Linked DNA regions of Mus musculus: all the other regions are linked to region 1. The links are chromatin contacts, called in public ChIA-PET and promoter capture Hi-C maps. All regions are on one chromosome and are shown on one strand. The core of a region is the stretch at or near the end of the contact, and the rest is flanking DNA. Distances in the headings are between cores, read along the strand shown. Region 1 holds the start of Saxo2 (stabilizer of axonemal microtubules 2). Region 2 has its middle 33 kb from the start of Gm39043. Region 3 holds the start of Il16 (interleukin 16). Region 4 overlaps Il16 (interleukin 16).

What was found. Promoter capture Hi-C pulls out the DNA fragments that hold promoters and counts their contacts. ChIA-PET counts read pairs in DNA pulled down with a chosen protein or histone mark.
Region 2: a contact with region 1 is called in a promoter capture Hi-C map of liver, with 2.9 times the contacts expected there. The contact joins the enhancer-like site here to the promoter of Saxo2 in region 1. A contact is called at or near these places in 6 of 39 promoter capture datasets (the C10 cell line, cranial neural crest, liver and 2 more) and 1 of 9 other capture datasets (liver).
Region 3: a contact with region 1 is called in a promoter capture Hi-C map of neutrophils, with 6 times the contacts expected there. The contact joins the promoter of Il16 here to the promoter of Saxo2 in region 1. A contact is called at or near these places in 5 of 39 promoter capture datasets (cranial neural crest, hippocampal neurons, liver and 2 more) and 2 of 9 other capture datasets (adipose tissue and liver).
Region 4: a contact with region 1 is called in an RNA polymerase II ChIA-PET map of memory CD8 T cells, with 9 times the contacts expected there. The contact joins the enhancer-like site here to the promoter of Saxo2 in region 1. A contact is called at or near these places in 10 of 39 promoter capture datasets (the C10 cell line, HPC-7-derived erythroid cells, cranial neural crest and 7 more), 1 of 484 Hi-C or Micro-C datasets (CD4 T cells), 2 of 115 datasets of contacts at active chromatin or transcription factors (memory CD8 T cells and stem cell-derived neural progenitor cells) and 2 of 9 other capture datasets (adipose tissue and liver).

What each region holds. Positions count from the first base shown.
Region 1 is chr7:82,646,472-82,650,798 of GRCm38.p6, forward strand. Saxo2 (stabilizer of axonemal microtubules 2) reads right to left here and starts at 2,057. Exons shown (of 3, transcript NM_177894.4): 1 at 1,921-2,057. The coding sequence starts at 1,958. It overlaps Efl1 (elongation factor like GTPase 1), which reads left to right and starts at 2,143. Exons shown (of 20, transcript NM_175317.3): 1 at 2,143-2,207; 2 at 3,055-3,160. The coding sequence starts at 3,070.
Region 2 is chr7:83,845,344-83,849,670 of GRCm38.p6, forward strand. No RefSeq gene overlaps it. Among named protein-coding and RNA genes, the nearest start is that of Gm39043, 33 kb to the left of the region's middle. Within about 2 kb of position 2,543, at least 38 of the 459 cell types and tissues checked have an H3K27ac peak or open chromatin away from gene starts, as enhancers often do. A contact at or near this core is called in liver and pre-B cells, where this site is marked.
Region 3 is chr7:83,730,600-83,734,926 of GRCm38.p6, forward strand. It overlaps Il16 (interleukin 16), which reads right to left and starts at 1,799. Exons shown (of 19, transcript NM_001360087.1): 1 at 1,465-1,799. The coding sequence starts at 1,669.
Region 4 is chr7:83,673,841-83,678,167 of GRCm38.p6, forward strand. Il16 (interleukin 16) reads right to left here. Exons shown (of 19, transcript NM_001360087.1): 6 at 4,147-4,261; 7 at 646-719. Among named protein-coding and RNA genes, the nearest start is that of Stard5, 44 kb to the left of the region's middle. Within about 2 kb of position 1,926, at least 7 of the 459 cell types and tissues checked have an H3K27ac peak or open chromatin away from gene starts, as enhancers often do. A contact at or near this core is called in memory CD8 T cells, where this site is marked.

The sequences.
Region 1 (4,327 bases), core at 807-3,306:
AACAAAACACAAGTCAAAACTTTAGAATTTGTCAGTGTTTTTATTGTCCACAAAAGCAATGCATTCACAATATAACTTACCTAAGATTGTGGACAAGTATAAAACATAACAGTGCAGAGAAATTATAAAAGAAAGCAAAATCCTCCTAGTCTAACGTGTGCAATTTCCCTTCCGCTTTATACTTTTGCTGCCAGTTATAGCTGTTTACACTTGTTAAACTTCTCTGTCTTTTTGAAACAAACAAACAAACAACAAACAAACAAACCAACCAGCTCACAGAAATGATGAGATCAGACGTCCCTAATGGAAAATCAAAGGAATTAAATTTTAGTTCCCTAAGAGAGAAAAGATGGCATCATGGTTTGAATCTGAGATGTTCACATATTTTGAACCTTTGCTTTCCAGCTGATGGAAACACTCTGGAAGGCTTTTGGAAGCTGGCCTCTACCTGGAAATAAGTTGTAAACAGCAGCCCTTGGAAGATGAGAGCCTGGGTCTTGATTCCACAGGCTTTCTACCTCCTGGTCTGCCAGCATGTAAAAAGTCTTGCTTCGTGTTACATGAACAAGAACCCCACCATGTTTGACTGCCAGGGACTGCACCCTCTCAAACTGTATGCCCAAACAGACCTCCTCTCCTTCGCTGTTTTTACCACAGTGCTACCACAGTGGTGCAAATGTACCTAACAGATAGTCTTCAACAACAAATGAATATGGACAGATCTTCCATCTTTCCTTCCAACAGGAAAGGAGGCAAAAGATGAGAGGTGGTATGGGGAGGGATGATGGTGAAGAATCTTTGCCCCGTTTTGAGACAATGACTCATGAAGGTAGCCAAAGTTTAAAAACCATTGGCTGAGTGGAACTATGTATGTCATAGTAACTACCCATTTTGTCAAAGATTCTTGTACCTCAGTTATAAAACTGAAAGCAGCTAAGGCAGTGCTCTCGCTGCAACTAAGTGTTTGCAAGGGACATTTCGGCAGAAGTTATTAGCCATGCTTCAAAGCCTAAAGGGGATTCCTCTTACATTGGCAGTCCCCCCAGCTCTGTGGATGGTGATATTATTCTTGAAGAATGTAAAGTCCCTAATATAATGAATTTCCTGATGGGTGGATGGGAAAATAACTTAGTTTGTAGATAAATTCAGATTCAAATACATTTTTTTTCTTACATACAAGATTTTGCAGATTCAAGCCTTAAAAGTTATGTTTGCATCTGTTCAAACATACAAACAATGTTTATTACAAAAGGGGCTGAGAAACTGCTCTCAATCAATATGTGTTGTAGCTGGTTGCCCTTAGAAGGGGATTACAAGTACAAAGGGCTTGGCGTTACTCAGTTACTCTTATTCACTTATCAAAGGTGATCTAACCCCTGGGTAAACAGTAAGCTTGAGGATAGAGAAGAATGTGTTTACTGGTGATGTAAAGTTGTTAGGCAGGACTTACAAACCAAACCTGAGGTTTACGGTGAGGACTATTGCCATTTTTGTCTGTCAGAAAGGCCTCAGGAAAATGTTGCCTTGGCAGGAATAAAAATAGAGTTTAGAGGATGGAAGGTTCTGGGTGGCAAACGAAATACCATGGATACTGTTCTTTTAAGTTAACCAATAGAATCGGTGGGTGACTCCATCACTTACCAGCCATATTTGCTCATACTACTTAGCTGATCTGAACTGTATTTTAGCTTAAATCTCTGGATGGGAAGCCTCAGGGAATGCAAAGAAAATAAGTTTTGCCCAGGAGCTAGCCAAGCAGAGGAAATGGGCAGCATTTAGCAGAGCATAAGGTCGGGGGTGGGGGGTGGGGGGTGGGGGTGGAGTAGGGGTCTCCTCCGGTTCAGGCAAGGGAGTCCTTAGGGGGTGTGCGCGGCGGGGCTCGCGGCTCTGCGGACGCCACACCGGGCGGACGTTTCTTACCCGCAGGTGCAAATCTGGCACAGACACCAGTTCCTCATGCTCTGCGCTCCAGCGTCCCCCTCCGCAGGCTTAGGCTGGCACACTTCAGAGCAGCTACAGCGTCCGCCGTCGTCAAGGCGACCGCGGAACTCCAAGTTGAAGGGAAACGACGTGGCTTCCGGTGATGTTCTAGATGCGCGCGGGTCAGAGGTCACAGGCCCACAGGCCCCGCCCCCAGGCTCCTGCGACTTCCGGTCTGAGCTACCCCTGGAGTCTTAGGTGCGTGGGTGAGGTGCGGCGTGGAGCTGGTGAGTGGGGGGACTTGCTAGGGACGCCGGCGACCAGACGGTGACGGAGACCCGGGGGGGTCATGTCGATTGGGCTGGGCGAGGAGTGTCCCGAGCGGCTGCACTTTATAGGGACCCGGTACTCTCAGCGGCAGCGACTCCAGGAACCCAAGAGGAGGAAGGGCATGCAGACCTCGATTTGCTTCTTTTAATTGGAGAGAGGGGTAGAAGGTGTGTCGTGCACCTGGTGTGTTCCTAGGCACGTGATCCAAAAACTTTTAAGGACACTCAGTGCAGTCACAGGGCCGAAGTTCTCATGTCTGATAAAAGCCAGCAAGCTTGACAGAAAGGCAGACTTTTGGAGGGACTGAAGTAGGGAAGGGTGTGTGTGTGTGTGTGTGTGTGTGTGTGTGTGTGAGAGAGAGAGAGAGAGAGAGAGAGAGACTGACTGTCTGTCTCTGGTGTGTGTGTGTGTGTGTGTGTGTGTGTGTGTGTGTGTATGTATGTATGTATGTATGTATGTGAGTGTGAGTGTGACTTAGCCGGGCGCCTCTGCACCTGGCTCCCAACTGCGTGATTCATCGCATGGCAGATCCGGAAACTCCCAGCTCACCCCACAAGTACTGTCAGCAGGATGTGTGGACTTTACCATGGAACATGGGCCTAAAGGACTATATCCCCTCAGGGCCAGAAGGAAATAGATGTGGCTAAACATTCATTGGGTTCTCAGTTAAGGAATCTGAGGCGACTTGTCAGCATCAGCATCTCCCTCTCAGTTTGTCCATTTGGTTTTCGCTGTTGTGCACACCACCCCCACCCCCACCCCCACTAGATTTTGTACCATTTTTAATTTGCATTTAATGTTTAGTCCCAGGAAATAACCATGGTGCTCAGTGGTGTTGATAAGATGATTCGACTTCAGAAGAACACTGCCAACATTAGGAATATCTGTGTTCTGGCTCATGTTGACCACGGTAAGGCTTTTAGAATTGGGTTTTATTAACAAAGAGGAAATGTCTCTGTTTCATTGGAGCGGTGAGAGTGATGCTTGCTAAGGAGTTGTGTGTTGTGCCATGTCAGAGAAGCATGCTGTAGAACGTTTGAAATAAATGGATTAACGGGTGATTGGTGGTCTGCCCAGTATGTCATACAATGCTTTTGAATTTGGATTTTTGTTAAAATATGGAAAAGTTTCTTGAGATGGTAAAATGTCTGTGGTCTTGGTAGAATATATCTTCTATAAATTCTATTTAATTCATCCTATACTGAGCATTTGCTAAGTTGGCAGTGCTTTTTTAGATTTGTCAGGCCCTAGACATTTATGAGGCCAACCTGTCCAGCCAGAGAAGCTTTAGGGAGGAATCGGGGCTTCGTGGTGAGATGGGCTGGGGGTGGGGTGGGTGAGAGTTTTGAGACCTGGAGGATTGGGTAGCAAAGTGGTTAAAAAGAATTGTTAGACGTGCCCCTTGAGGGGCTGTGGGTGATAGGGGGGGGCAAGCAGTACAAATGGAGGTGTGGAGACAGGCAGAAGGAAGCGCGTGTGTCTAAGGTGGGGTTCAGCTGTCTGCTTTATCCTGAGACTACTCTTCATTTGAAACTCTTTCTTCTCATAGCAGCAGCTCAGCATTTAGAGTCCTGTTGAAGCCAAAGCTCCGTATCATTTTAAAGGCGAGGGAGACACAGGCAGGGTCCTGTCACAGACCTCACCATTCCTGTGTGACTCTAAGACAGGATCAAGCTCTCTAGCTCTGGTTAGACATCCGGAGCTCTGAGGTCTTTTCAAATTACTTTCCGTTTGAGTGTCAGTGTGTAGCCCATGTAAAAGGAGGATAAGGAGAATCTCTGCCAGTGGTGAAATAATAGTGAAATGGTCATTAACAGTTTTATTAGCGTGTTGGGAGTCATTAGGAAAAATATAGCAAGGGCAAAGTCCTCCAATTGTAGATGAGATTAGACTGGGAAAGGTGCTTGGCTGGGTTAAAAGGCAGGAAAGAGGCTTGGTGACTCTTGTCATTAACATGAGCTCTGAAGACAAGGAGAGAGGGTGGGTCACTTGTAGAAGATCCAGCTGACACTGAGTTTATATACAAATAAAGTGACTAGCCTGCCCATGGGTACATGTGTGCATGTTTGGAGGATAT
Region 2 (4,327 bases), core at 1,293-3,792, 1.2 Mb after region 1:
CTTCCATGGGCTGGGCCCTTCAGCATGATTACTAATTAAGAAAATGCCTTACAGCTGGATCTCATGGAAACATTTTCTCAAATGAGGCTTCTTTCTCTAAAATGACTCTAACTTGTGTCAAGTTGATACACAAAACCAACCAGTACATATATCCTTTCTTTGTTCCATGCTGGGAATAAAACCAGGACCTTGTGTATACTGGCCAAGTTCTCCACCACTGAGCTACATCCTCAGCTCTTGGTTTTTTGAGTCAGAATCTTGCTATGTACCCGGAAACTCAGCTCTCCTGCCTTTTCCTTCCAATCTCTGGGATAACAGGTGTGTCTTTTGAGCATGAGGGGAGCCCTTGAAAGCAGGAATATAAAAAGGGACTGGTCTGGAAAAATTACTCTGCCAAGAGAACACAGGATGTATGAGAAAGAAAACTGGGAAAATAGAGCATACTAAGATTGCTGGACTCTCACTGAGAAATAATGAGACAGGGAATGAGGCTACAGAGCCCAAATAAAGGAAAAGTGTTGAAGTCTAACCTAAAATGTCAGTGAACAATATGCACATCTACATACACACCCCACGTACACACACACAACCATTTTGAAAATGCAGAAATTCCTTAAAGACACATGCTATAAAAATGTAGGCAAGAAAGACAAGTATTAATAGATATTGCGCTATTTTCCTTCACTATGCTGATCCTTGGATTGCTGGTCTTTGATTCTCTGTTCAAGAATGAATGTCTGGGGCTCAGGATGTAACTCAATTGATAGAGTGTATACCTCACTTATATGAAGTCCTGGGTTCTCTTCTCATCTCATTGCTATATTAACCTGGTATGGTCATGAATGCCTACAACCAAAACACTTGGAAGGTAAAGACAGAACAATCAATAGTTCAAAGTCTTCTTTGACTACAAGTAAGTGCAAACCCTGTCTGAGCTACATGATATCCTATCACAGTAACACATGAAGATCCTCTAAGAGATCATCCAAAGTCACCCTGACCTAGAAAGGCTCTCCCTTGGTCTCCTTTTAGGTTCCTGAAGGATCTTACCTGAGAAATCTCCTTGTCCCACTCTAACTGGTGACTGCTTGACTACAGTCTTGTATTGTGATTGTCTAGTTCATTCATAGGAAGAGAGTGCCCTACTTGTCACTTCCATTACTTCAGAAATCTCCAACTCCCTGGGTTCTCTGCCTCCCTCACTCTCAAACCTCCAAGTGAATAGGTTACCTACCCTAAGGCACAAGGTGGGAGGTGCCTCAGTAGGTCTCAATGAGATTGAAGCTAGCCTAGTCTTCATTGTGAGTTCCAAGTCAGACAAAGCTGCAGAGTGAGACCTTGTCTCAAAAAACATTTCAGAGCTACACTATTCAACCTGGGTTTCACAAAATATGAAGACCCCCATGAGATGTTAATAGGTATTTTTTTAATTCCTCTGTTAAACTTAGGTGATATTGAATGTAGTTTTATTATAAATCATCTCAGAGCTTTTAACAGGCTAACATTTATCACATGTATCACATACAACTAATGAAGGGCCTGGCATTTACGAAAGCCCTGGTCTGGCTTACCAGGATTCCCTGCCCTCGTTGGGCAGCAGCTGGGCATTCTGTGGCTGAGTGCATCTTTTCAAAGGAGCAGCAGATCCCTCCCTCTCTCTTGAGTTCTCTTTGTGCTGCCCAATTGTCAAGTCTAGCTAGGGAAGGAAAATGACTGTGTTTCAGATTGAACGGTCCTCTTCCAGTTATGCACAAAGAGGAGGAAGCCCCCAGGTCCCAGGGCCTCCAGTAAGCTTCATCTAGGGAGATAGGCCAGGAGGCATAACTGGTAGGACAAGGACCATCCATTATTTCACTCCTGGACAGATGCCTCTGTCCACCAAGTCTGGGTTGCTGACGCTTCAAAGCAAGGAAGAAAATGGGCAGGAAGTAGAGGAAACTGTAAATGTGGCTGGAGGGAGACACATGCACACATATATACACACAGAGAGAGCAGGAGGGGCACGGGAAGAAGTGGGTGGGGGAAGGGAGAGGAAGCGGGGAGAGAAAAAAGGAGAGACTAATGCCCTGTGACTACCCTTCTACTTCAGTCCTCCTCCCTTCCCTCCTCCTTTCCCTCCTCCCCAGGGTCCTTACCTCCTCTTTCTCTTTTGCCTCTGCTCAGCCTTAAGCTAATTGGTTCCATTTCCTCTACTGAAGCTGCCTTTCCAAGCCCAAGAAACCCCTTAACTCATACCTAGGATTTGCTCTGAAGAGCTTTTGGGGAACAAGTAAAGAAGGGTTCAGGCCTGACTGAGATTAGGCCATTGGGATTCATAGCCCTTTGGGGTCACATTTACAAAAAACTACACACCTAGCAGGCATAGTAATAAACAAACTTGGCCTTCAGGGCTCTTAAAACAAACTTCCAGACAAACTCAGTCATAAAACAAACAGAAAGGAAACACACGCCAATGAAACAGAAAGTCCAAATATAAAGTCTTAGCAGTAATTACAGAGTTGTAAAGTTCAAAGTCCTGAGGAGTGATTAATAAGCAACTCCCTGCCCCTCCTCCCATCTCAGAACTGAACACTGTCTGCACAGGCTCCACACACAGCCCTCAGCATACCTCAATGGTGAAGGGCAGGAGGCCATTTCCTTACACAGACTCATTGCAATACCGAGCCCTAACTATTTCTGAATATAAAGAAATAAACTGTGCAAACTTACAAAGAACATGAGCTTTTATACAAGAAAGGGCCTTAATGAACCCGTAGCCTATTAATTCAGCTGAACTGGCTGCCTAACAAGGCCCAGAGATCCTTTGGTCTCCATCTCCCTCATGCTAGAGTTATAGGTATATGCCACAGCATTCAGGGTTGAACTCAGATCTGGTTTAAATCCCCAGGCCCACTTGTTTCATGTTTGAGCATTTTCAGTCATATACTAAATGGTTGGTTTGGGTATTTGGTCAACGTTTGGTATCTGCAAGGGGGCCAGTTTAAGTTTTATTCTAGAGGCTAGAAAGATGACTCAGCTGTTAAAAGCATTGGATGCTCTTCCAGGGGACTCGAGTTTGGTTTCCAGCATTCGCATGGTGACTTAGAACAATTCATAACTCCAGTTCTAGGGGATCTGATGTCCTTCTCTGGCCTCCATAGGTATTACCCATACGCAGTGCACAGACACAGACATACATGCAGGCAAGACACCCAGATACATGAAATACAATTTTATTTTAAAGATTTGTTTTAAGCGAACAACTTCAACATGTAAATAAAATATAAATCATTGAGTCCTCTTTCCCTCTTTCTTTCTTTTCTTTTTCTTTTATTTTCTCTTTAAGACAGTGTCTCACTGAATATTAATGGTTGACCTTGAACTTGCTATGTAGACCAACTCTACTTGGAACTCACAGAGATCCACCTGCCTCTGCCTCTTCATTGTTGGGTGTGAAGGCATGCAACATCATGGCCAGCAACAATTTCATTCCTCTTCTGTCTTTCTTTCTTTCTTTCTTTCTTTCTTTCTTTCTTTCTTTCTTTCTTTCTTTCTTTTCTCTCTCTCTCTCTCTTTCTCTCTCTCTCTTTCTTTTCTGTTTCTGTTTCTGTTTCTGTTTCTGTTTTTGTTTTTGTTTTTCGAGACAGGGTTTCTCTGTGTAGCCCGGGCTGCCCTGGAACTCACTCTGTAGACAAGGCTGGCCTCGAACTCATAGATCCGCCTACCTCTGCCTCCCAAGTGCTGGAATTAAAGGCATGTGCCACCACTGCCCGGCACAATTTCATTCTTAAATCCTTCATAAGCTTATTTTGCTCATACTTCAAACGTTATTAAAGTTTTCTTCTACAGTGAGAACTTTGGAACATTGTCATACCTTGTAGATATGACCAGGTGTTCCATACAGTGCTGGCTTTGGGGGCCTGGAAAGGAATTTAAAGATCTGGGATGTTCTCCAGGCCAAGCCCAAGATATTGCAGAATGCCTCACATACCAAGATCCTGTCATACCTGTGTCGGCGTCTGCTTGATCTCTTCCCTCCACTCCACCCGCCCAACATCCAAACTCCTATGATGGCTGGGGACAATGTGGGAGTATGAAAGTTGGCCAAGGTCCTCAAATTTCACCTCTTGTCCCTCTTTCTCTCCTTTGAACACCAAAAGGACTTTTTTTTCTACAGTCAGCTCTCTACTATTTAAACTTTCCCTTACAGGCAGGAAAAACACAGAGAAGCTAGATTCAATAGGGAAATTGTCAGTTTTGAGCTAACATGTTTTGTCTGATTTTTATTTCACGTGAATATTCTTCAACTCCATAAGAACACTTTCTACCCTTCTATGCCCATGCTCTG
Region 3 (4,327 bases), core at 549-3,048, 1.1 Mb after region 1:
CACTATTTGTTGGCATACGTTGAGGCCGACTTTGTAAGATGGCATATGAGATGAGTAAGTATTATAAGTATTTCTTGAGCTATCCCCATGTTCAGAGAGAGGCTGACAGCGCCTATGTCCCCTCCCATGTCATACACACATACTTCATTATCTCCTTTTGACACTTTTCAGTGTTGGAAAAATATTGCCCAGCTATCACCTGTGCAGTAAATATGACAGTCCCCTGCCTCCTTCAGCAACTGCTATGACCATTCCTGGACTTGTGTGGTTTGGCTGGGAGTAGCAAAAGCCACCCTTGAGGGATGAGGAACAAAAGGAGATGGACAGACATGTGAGACTGGACCAGCCAACTACCTCTGACCCTTACTGTGGCTTGAGGATATATTCATCCAGTTAGGAGAGCATAAGGTAAGAAAAAGAGAGGAGTGCTCATGGCTGACTGAGCCAGGAGTCCTTACCTTGGACAGCAGGGAGATAGCCACTGTGTCCAAAGAGAAGTCAGGCATACTCCAGGCTACAGGGCCACACCTACGCTCTTCTCTGCCCCACTGAGGCCCTAGAATACTGCTTTTTGGGCTTTTATAATCTGATTCAAAGTTTGAGCTTACATTTTATATCATGGTACACATCATTAACCACACATAAGATACACAGATAAGTAAATGTTTATGAATTCATAAATAAACATATATAACTAAAGCAAGACAGCATCACATTAATACCATTATTATGTTATAAATAAAACCACTAGAAAGTTCCTAGAATATATGACTGGGAGAGAGAAGCCACAGGGGTAAAGCACTCGCCTTTTAAGAATAAGGAGCATAGAGAGTTTCAAACCTTAGCACCCACAGGAATGCACAGTGGGTGTGGTAGCCTGCCTATAACCTCGGCACTTGGGAAGCTGAGCCAAGGCATTCCCCAGGGCAAACCAGCTAACTACACTAGTCAAACAGATGATCGGAGGAAGAGCCTGCCTCAGCGACCAATTGAGGAAGGTGCCCCACACCAACTTTTGACCTTCACGTGCACAAGCACACACATACACAGACACCCACTCACATGTGTGTCCTCACACGGGAACACACACATATATACACATTCTATACACATATACAAGCAAGAAGATTGATTTTGTGAAGAATCTTATACATTTGTGAATCCTATTCATTTTATATGTAAAAGAGAATTTCTCATTAACTGTATTGATTTCCAGTCTACTTGAGAGTCATGTTGGAAGCCAGGAGCCTGAAGCTTCCTTTGATGCTTCCAGCCGGGTCCTGTGGTATATGGCTTGGAGTTCTCATTTCCCCAGATTTCCTGAGTCTCTCTCCATGTGCCCTTGAGTAGCTAGCTGACTCTGGTTGTGACCGACATTTTTCTGTCACTTTTGGGGGCTAAGTTCCCTGCTGGTCTTTTTCCTATGCTGAGGGAAGTGTGAGGAAAGGGCTCAGAGTTACTTACAGTTAGCCCGGCCAGGTACGAGATGCCATGAGCAGAGGGGACGGGGTGATGTTGCCTGACATCCCAGCAGCGGGGTGCGCCTGTAGATGTGCCAAAGAGCATATTGGTGGTGACCTCCTCCAGCTGGCAGAGCAGGGCAGCCACATCCTAGCTGCTGCACCTGTCCATTACAGATGCACTTCTGCCCCCACAGTGCAAGACCCATGAAGAATCCCTATTCTGCATGGATCCTGACATCTGGGTCACAGTGCAGGGAGCTAGTAGTCTAGGAGCTGCTTCTGTGGCATCTAATTCTCTCCCCCAGGGACGAGTGTCGCAGGCACCACAGCTCCTGGTTCTCTGCCTTCCTTTCCCCAGGCGGCATGCTCACGCACAAGCTGCGCTCAGCAACCCCATCTGCTCCGTGCTCTTTTGGGCAGGGACCTCTTCATGTTTCTGGCAGACACCAGGCAACCTTGTCTAATTACAAGACTGACATAGATGGGTCCTCATTTCAACAGAGATCCGAAAGAACTTGGAGTCCCTTGCTGATTCGAAGCGCCTCCCAAACAGAAACATGGGACTCTTGCAGCCATTTGTTTATTTTCACTGCCTTGGGTTTTTGTTCCCCACGTATGGCGCTGTGCGGCTGCTGACAAAGAGCTGTGTTTAAGATGAAGAATATCTCACATATGGAAATATATTGCCAGTCTCAATAGGCATTGCAGACACAAACAATTCCTTCTCCTGATAAAATGTGTGTGTGTGTGTGTGTGTGTGTGTGTGTGTGTGAGTGTACTTTCCTGTGCACACACTTATGGAGGTAAGAGGTCAACACTAGCTGTCTTTCTTCTGTGGCTAGCCACCTTATTGTTTTAAGACATGATCTCTCACTAAACCTGAATCTTGCTGTTTCACTTAGGTTGGCTGGCCAGGCAGCCCCAGGATCTCTCTGTCTCTGCTGCCCAGTACTAAGCGTATAGACATAAAAAATGGAACCTACTTTTACGTGAGTACTGAGGATCTGAAATCAGGTTCTTGTGCTTGAAGAGGCATCTTCCTGATCCCTAAAATTACTGTTGGTGTGCCCCAACCCGCACAATAATCAGTTTCTATCATGCACTGTGATTCAGGCACCTGGACCATATGGGATAAAGCACGGTTCTTCACAGCCTACTGGGGACCACAGACACAGACAGATACCTTTCTAGTGTAGGAACTTTTCCAGCAGAGACTTGAGTTATGGCTGAAGCAACTCTTTGAAGCATCTCACCAAGGACCTACCCATGAGCAGAGACTTGGAAGGGGTCACAGGTAGGTAGCATGACCCTTCTGAATTTGATTTAGACAAATCTATTGGTGGCTGTAGAGCCTAGGGATGTGGAAGAGTGAACAGCAATGCCATAGCCTATTAAAGTTTAAGATGCCCCTCAGAAATATGACCTCACTGTGTTCTTATCAAATTCAATTCAAAGGGCTCCTCGACCTTTTCAAGTTCTTGGGTCTCTCATGGTGGGATCCAGAAGACATGGATGGAGAGAGTTGGCAAGAGGACAGGACCTCAGCTTTTGGCTTTCTCCTAAAATAAATCTGCTTTAGTTCTTTGTATATGAGTGTCTTAGTTAGGGTTTCACTGCTGTGAACAGACACCATGACCAAGGCAACTCTTATAAGGACAACATTTAATTGGGACTGGCTTACAGGTTCAGAGGTTCAATCCATTATCATCAAGGTGGGATCATGGCAGTGTCCAGGCTGGCATGGTACAGGAGGAGCTGGGAGTTCTACATCTTCATCTGAAGGCTGCTAGCAGAATACTGACTTTCAGGCAGCTAGGATGAGGGTCTTAAAGCCCACACCCATAATGCCATGCCTACTCCAACAGAGTCACTCCTTCTGATAGTGCCACTCCCTGGGCTGAGCATATATAAACCATCATAATGAGTACATAGAAACTAATTCTAAAGTGGTTTCTTGGTTGAATTAAAAATCTCTAGGGAATTGTGAGCCAATCGCTTTTTTTGCGTGTGTGTGTGTGTGTGTGTGTGTGTGTGTGTGTGTGTGTGTGCAAGTATGGACATGGGGAGGCTAGAAGAAAGCTTTGTGGATTGGGTTCTCTCATTCCACCTTTACATGTGTTCCATCTATTGAACTCCAGCTTTTATGAGAAGTGCCTACCGACCTGACAGCTATCTTTCCAGCCTGAGTGCTCTTCTGTTACGTTTTTACTCTGTGAACATATGACTTGGTTATGTTTGTTGGGGTGTGTCTTGGGGCAGTGATGATCATAAAACCTGGAGTCAGAGGCTACACTTAAGGCCCAGGATACACCCCATTTTAGCTGAATGAACCCCACCATTCACGTGGAGCCACACCACGAGATCACCAGGAGAGTGTGTGAGAAGATATCAGCAGAGTATCTGGGGTTAGAAGAATGCCTAAGAAAGGGGGTGCAAGATGCCCCATTAAGGAATAAATACCTGGATGGGGCTTCAGCAAGGTACAAGGGTACTCTGGCACCTCCTGGGCAAGGGAAGTGCCCTGCTGGGCTCAGAAGAGTTGGCCACTGTGTAACCACAAGACAAAAGAGGAGAGAGAAAACAGGGGTCTGAGGACCTTCTTCCAAGGAGCCGAGGAAAGAATGAGAAAAAATGTAGAGGGCAGTGACCCCAGGCTGCCCCAGGAAGCCCCAGCACAGCTTCAGCTAGCTGCCGGGATGCAGCCATTGTTTTAGGGTAGCTCAGCTGGAAAGAGACAATTTTCCTAAGTAAGAGCAGAAGGAGAGATGCTACCCTGTGGCTTCAGAGCTTCTCTTCACCCTCATGTTCCTCACCTGAGTCCCCAGCAACAGGGAGAAATCACGCTATGAGGCAGAGGGTAGGAT
Region 4 (4,327 bases), core at 676-3,175, 1.0 Mb after region 1:
ATGACACACACCTTTAATCCCTCTGGCTGGAATACAAACACATCCTTAGTATACACCTTTAAGATAAAATTAGTTTTTAGAAGGAAACAGCCACGTTTGAAAGTGATATCTAATTGAGGGGCAGACAAAGTGGTAAATCAGAGAAAGATTTGACAGAATGAGTCAAATATAGGATGTGTCCAACTCTCATGAGAACAGCACAGGAAAGATAAGTTATTTAAGAGCAGAACAGGGAGAGAGTCAGTTCAGCTGAGTGGAGTTGAGTTTGGAGAGTTAGTGGGGAGTCAGTGAGTTCAGAGAAGTAGAGTTGAGTTTTGTTTTATTTTGTTTTGTTTCGTTTCATTTTGTTTAAGTTGGGTGCAGATCAGCAGAGGCAGCTGAAGCCAGAGAATAAGAAGGAGCCAGAAAATTAGAATAAATTGCCAGAGTGAGTTTGAGGCCAAGCAGATCAATTCAGTGAAAAGCAGAGACAAGCCATATTGAATCAGTCAGCTTGGAGAGGAGTTTGAGCCAGGACAGCTGAGTTGAACCTGCCAGCTAGAGTTCTGTAATAACTAGAAAGCAGTAAGCCTCTGAGATGCCAATTACATCTGGCCTAGTATATAATATTTACACTCAGAGTATGGACAAAGACTGAGAAGTTACCTTAAACTTCTGCAAAGCATCCTGGTGTGTTAGGCCAGCCATTGATTCACCATTGAGTTCCAGAATTTCATCACCTATTGAGAGACAGAAAGACAGTAGCTAACAAGCTTTATTCAGTATTTTGGAATATGCTTGGAGTCTTGTGTCCTGTGCCTGTGTGTGCTCTCCAAACCTTGCTCTTAGCCTTTGGATTCACCATGCTTGAGCAGTGCCTGGGCCATCAATCATCAAAGAATGACTTTGCTACACTAAAACATAACTCTGTTTCCTAACAGCTTGCCATAACTGTTTCTTTTGACTCAGATACTGTTTTATGTGTCAGTGTGGAGGCTGCAGAGCAGCTCGGAATGGTGGGCTTCTGAAACCAAAGGGAACAATGACAGCATTCAACCCTTGTCACTGGAAGACTCTATGACTGAGAATACACATAGTAAACGTATTTGAAAATGCTCCAGCCTTGAGGGCTCATGACTGTAATTCGAATACTTAGTAATCACAAGCCACAGAGTCACAAGAAGTTGGAGGCCAGCCTGGGCTACATATCAAGTCCACAGCTAGACAAGGCTATGAAACAAACACAATCGAAACATACTTAATTGTGAGCTGAGAAAGGAATAGACAAAGTCAAAACTTCGGGATGACCATTCTTTATTAAATGGAGGCTGGCTTTAAGTTATCAAAATATCTACTCCAAAGGACCAATAACCCTGTTTTGGGCTTGTCTGCTGTGTCCTCATTTGCAAGAGCTCATGAGCTATGTTGGCTCCTAGCTGGTGAGCCTAGCTTGTGCCAAATCCATTTCACACAATTGTTTTTGGGGAGGAGAACAAAAGCTAACGGTCAGTGGCTTTGATCCGTATAGCAAGCTTGTCATGGATAGCATATTCTTTCACAGAGTAGACTTGAGCAAGTCACTTTGGAAAACAATCTGGCCAATTGTTTGAGGCTAGAGCCAGGAATTGACTGTTTGAAATTCTCGGTTTTTATTATTGCTATTAACTAATGGAGACAAATGTCCCCCACCCCCAGCCCCAAATAATGAAGGTTTCCATACAAAAGTTACAAAACAACAAAGGCTAACACCCTGGATTCTAAGCCACACATCTTCCCTTCTCCCAGGCTCTTGTTTTCTTCCTGATTGAGGCTTAGCTGTTCCACTAGACCTCATCTCATCCTCACCCCCATGCCCCCTCCTCTTCTCCCTCCTCTACACCTTCCTTGTTTAATCCTTTCAGTTCACCTTTTCCACCAAGAGCTCCCACCGAGGCAAACCTCTTTTCAGAGGCCTGCCAGACAGTGCCATCTAGTGCTCACCTAGGCTCATCGCCCTCCTGAAGTTCCCACTTAATCTTTTTCCATTTCTCTCTTCCTTGACCTTTTCTTTTCTCCAGTTGACCGAGACTAGAAACATTCACACTTCCCACCATCCCTGTGCTGCCTCTTCCCAGGCTCTGTCTATTCTCATTGACTCTAGTCGATGGGAGAGTTACTCTTTCAAGCAGCCATAACAACAGCCTCTGCACTTCTCTTCTGCTTCCAATCTCTCTCCAGCCAACTGCATTCTATACACTGCCTTCTGACTCATCCAAAGCCTCTACGCCCAGTGCCTCCCCAGTTATAAATGCAGCATTTTCTGGAAAGAGCCAAGACCATAAATACTTTAATCTTTGGGAGTTACAACATCTCTATAATGGTGACAGGGCTGAAACATCAAGGCAAGCCATCAAGGCCTTGGATGAAAGAATGTGGCTGAAATTTGAATCTCATCCTAATTTGCACATGTCACAAAAATCAAGAAAGAATGTTTTTCAATGTACTGGATATTTTATTAATGGATAATCATCAGTTTTGTGTATGAGCATTTTGCCTGCATGTATATCAGTGCACCACGTGTGTGCCTGGTGCTCTCGGTACTCTCAGAGGCCAGAAGAGGGCATCGGCTCCACTGGAACTAGAGTTATGGGTAGTTGTGGGCAATTGGGTGGGTGCTGTAAATCAAACCCTGGTTCTCTGGAGAGCAGTCAGTGCTCTGAACTACAAAGCCAGCTATCTCTCCAGCTGCTCACAGGATTCTTTTACTCATTTAGAATGCTGGAAACCTTCCTTTGTTGTGATATACGCCTGCCATCTAGGACTGTAGTGTTCCCACAGCCCCCTGCCCCCAGATAGCTCAGATGTTACAGGTGGTTAGACTGCCAGCCTGACTTACAGACACTGTTCTGACAAGAAAGTAACTGATCTCTCAAATTCAATTCAATTTCTTTCCCTTCTCTTCCTTCCCTTCCCTTCCTTTCTTTCTCTTCCCTTCCCTTTTGTTCCTACCCTTGAATTTTGCTCCATGACTGAAACTTAGAGATCTCTTTGGAACAAGTTGGTTGCCCATCATCCAAACCCAGACTTGAGGTGGGGTGGAGTGGGGTGTCTGGCAATTGTGTCCCCAGGTCTCTTACTTAGAGGGAACATCTGTCCTATGAGATATAAAAGGAGCTGAGAGAAAGAAGAGGGAAGCAGAAGGAAGGCAGAAGGGAGAGCTGCTCATGGGGAGACCATTAACCATTCAAAAGAGGGGTCCTGTCTGATTTTTATGTGGATAAAGTTCCCTGAAAAAGATACCTCTTTGTTAAAAATTCTGCTGAATAACTGGCTGTCCAGAACTGTCTCGCTATGGAGAGTTGCAGATCAAAAGCCAAAATTAACTTAGGCTAGCTTTAGTTGCCTTAATAGCCCTGAGTCACTCTCCACCTTTATACCTGAATACCATCTTTCAGACTACCAGGTATAAAGGTGGTGAGTGACTCAGGGCTATTTGAATGTATTAAGATCACCACCTTCCACCAACCTATAGCTAAGAATGCTATCACATGCTCTCTGAAACCTAGATCAGAATTTCACCCAAGTTCCTGAAACCCACCTGCCTGATGTTCCTGCTGCTCTATGTGACAATGCCCTGACTTACGACTTCCTTTTGTTCTGTGCCCAGAAAAGAGGTCATGTGGCCCACTTTATGTCAACTTAGATGCATGTCCTTGGGCCATGTCCGCTCATATTTGGCTCAGAATAAACTTCCCTTTATTCTCACTGGTGTGAGAACTGTGATCTGTGTCCTTATGTTCTTTATCCCTGGGACCTAGAGCTTGGTGGGACTGTGAGAGAAGTGCAGGTTCTGCAGTCCCATGGTCTCAGGTGAGGAGGCGGAGAAGGTGAAGGGGATGGGGTATCAGTGAGTCCCAGAAATTGAACAGGGGCACTGGGAAGGAAGGAACAGAACAAATGCTTCCACCCCAGGCTGACAACAGCACCTGGAAGGGGAGGTGGTGTTGTCAGGGAATGATTGTCCGGAATCACTAAGATGGAACCTTTCAAGGGGGTAGTTGCCCACTGCCTGGAGCCCCGTCCCACAACCCTGGAAGTGTACTTTAAGCTCTCAGTCTCTTTGATGCCCTGGCAGCTCTGAATGCTGTTTGTGACCTCTCAACCACACCCGAAAAGATGGAAACCTACCTTCCTGAAGCCGTCCATCAGCTGCAGCTGCTCCCCCTGCAAAGATGCTCTTCACATAAATTCCAATAGGGCCGTAAATGCTGTCCTTTCCTCCAACAATGCTGAAGCCCAGGCCCTGGGTAAGGAAGAGAGGGATATTGTAGGGATATTCCAGCTGTTTCTTGAGCTGATATTTCCTAAG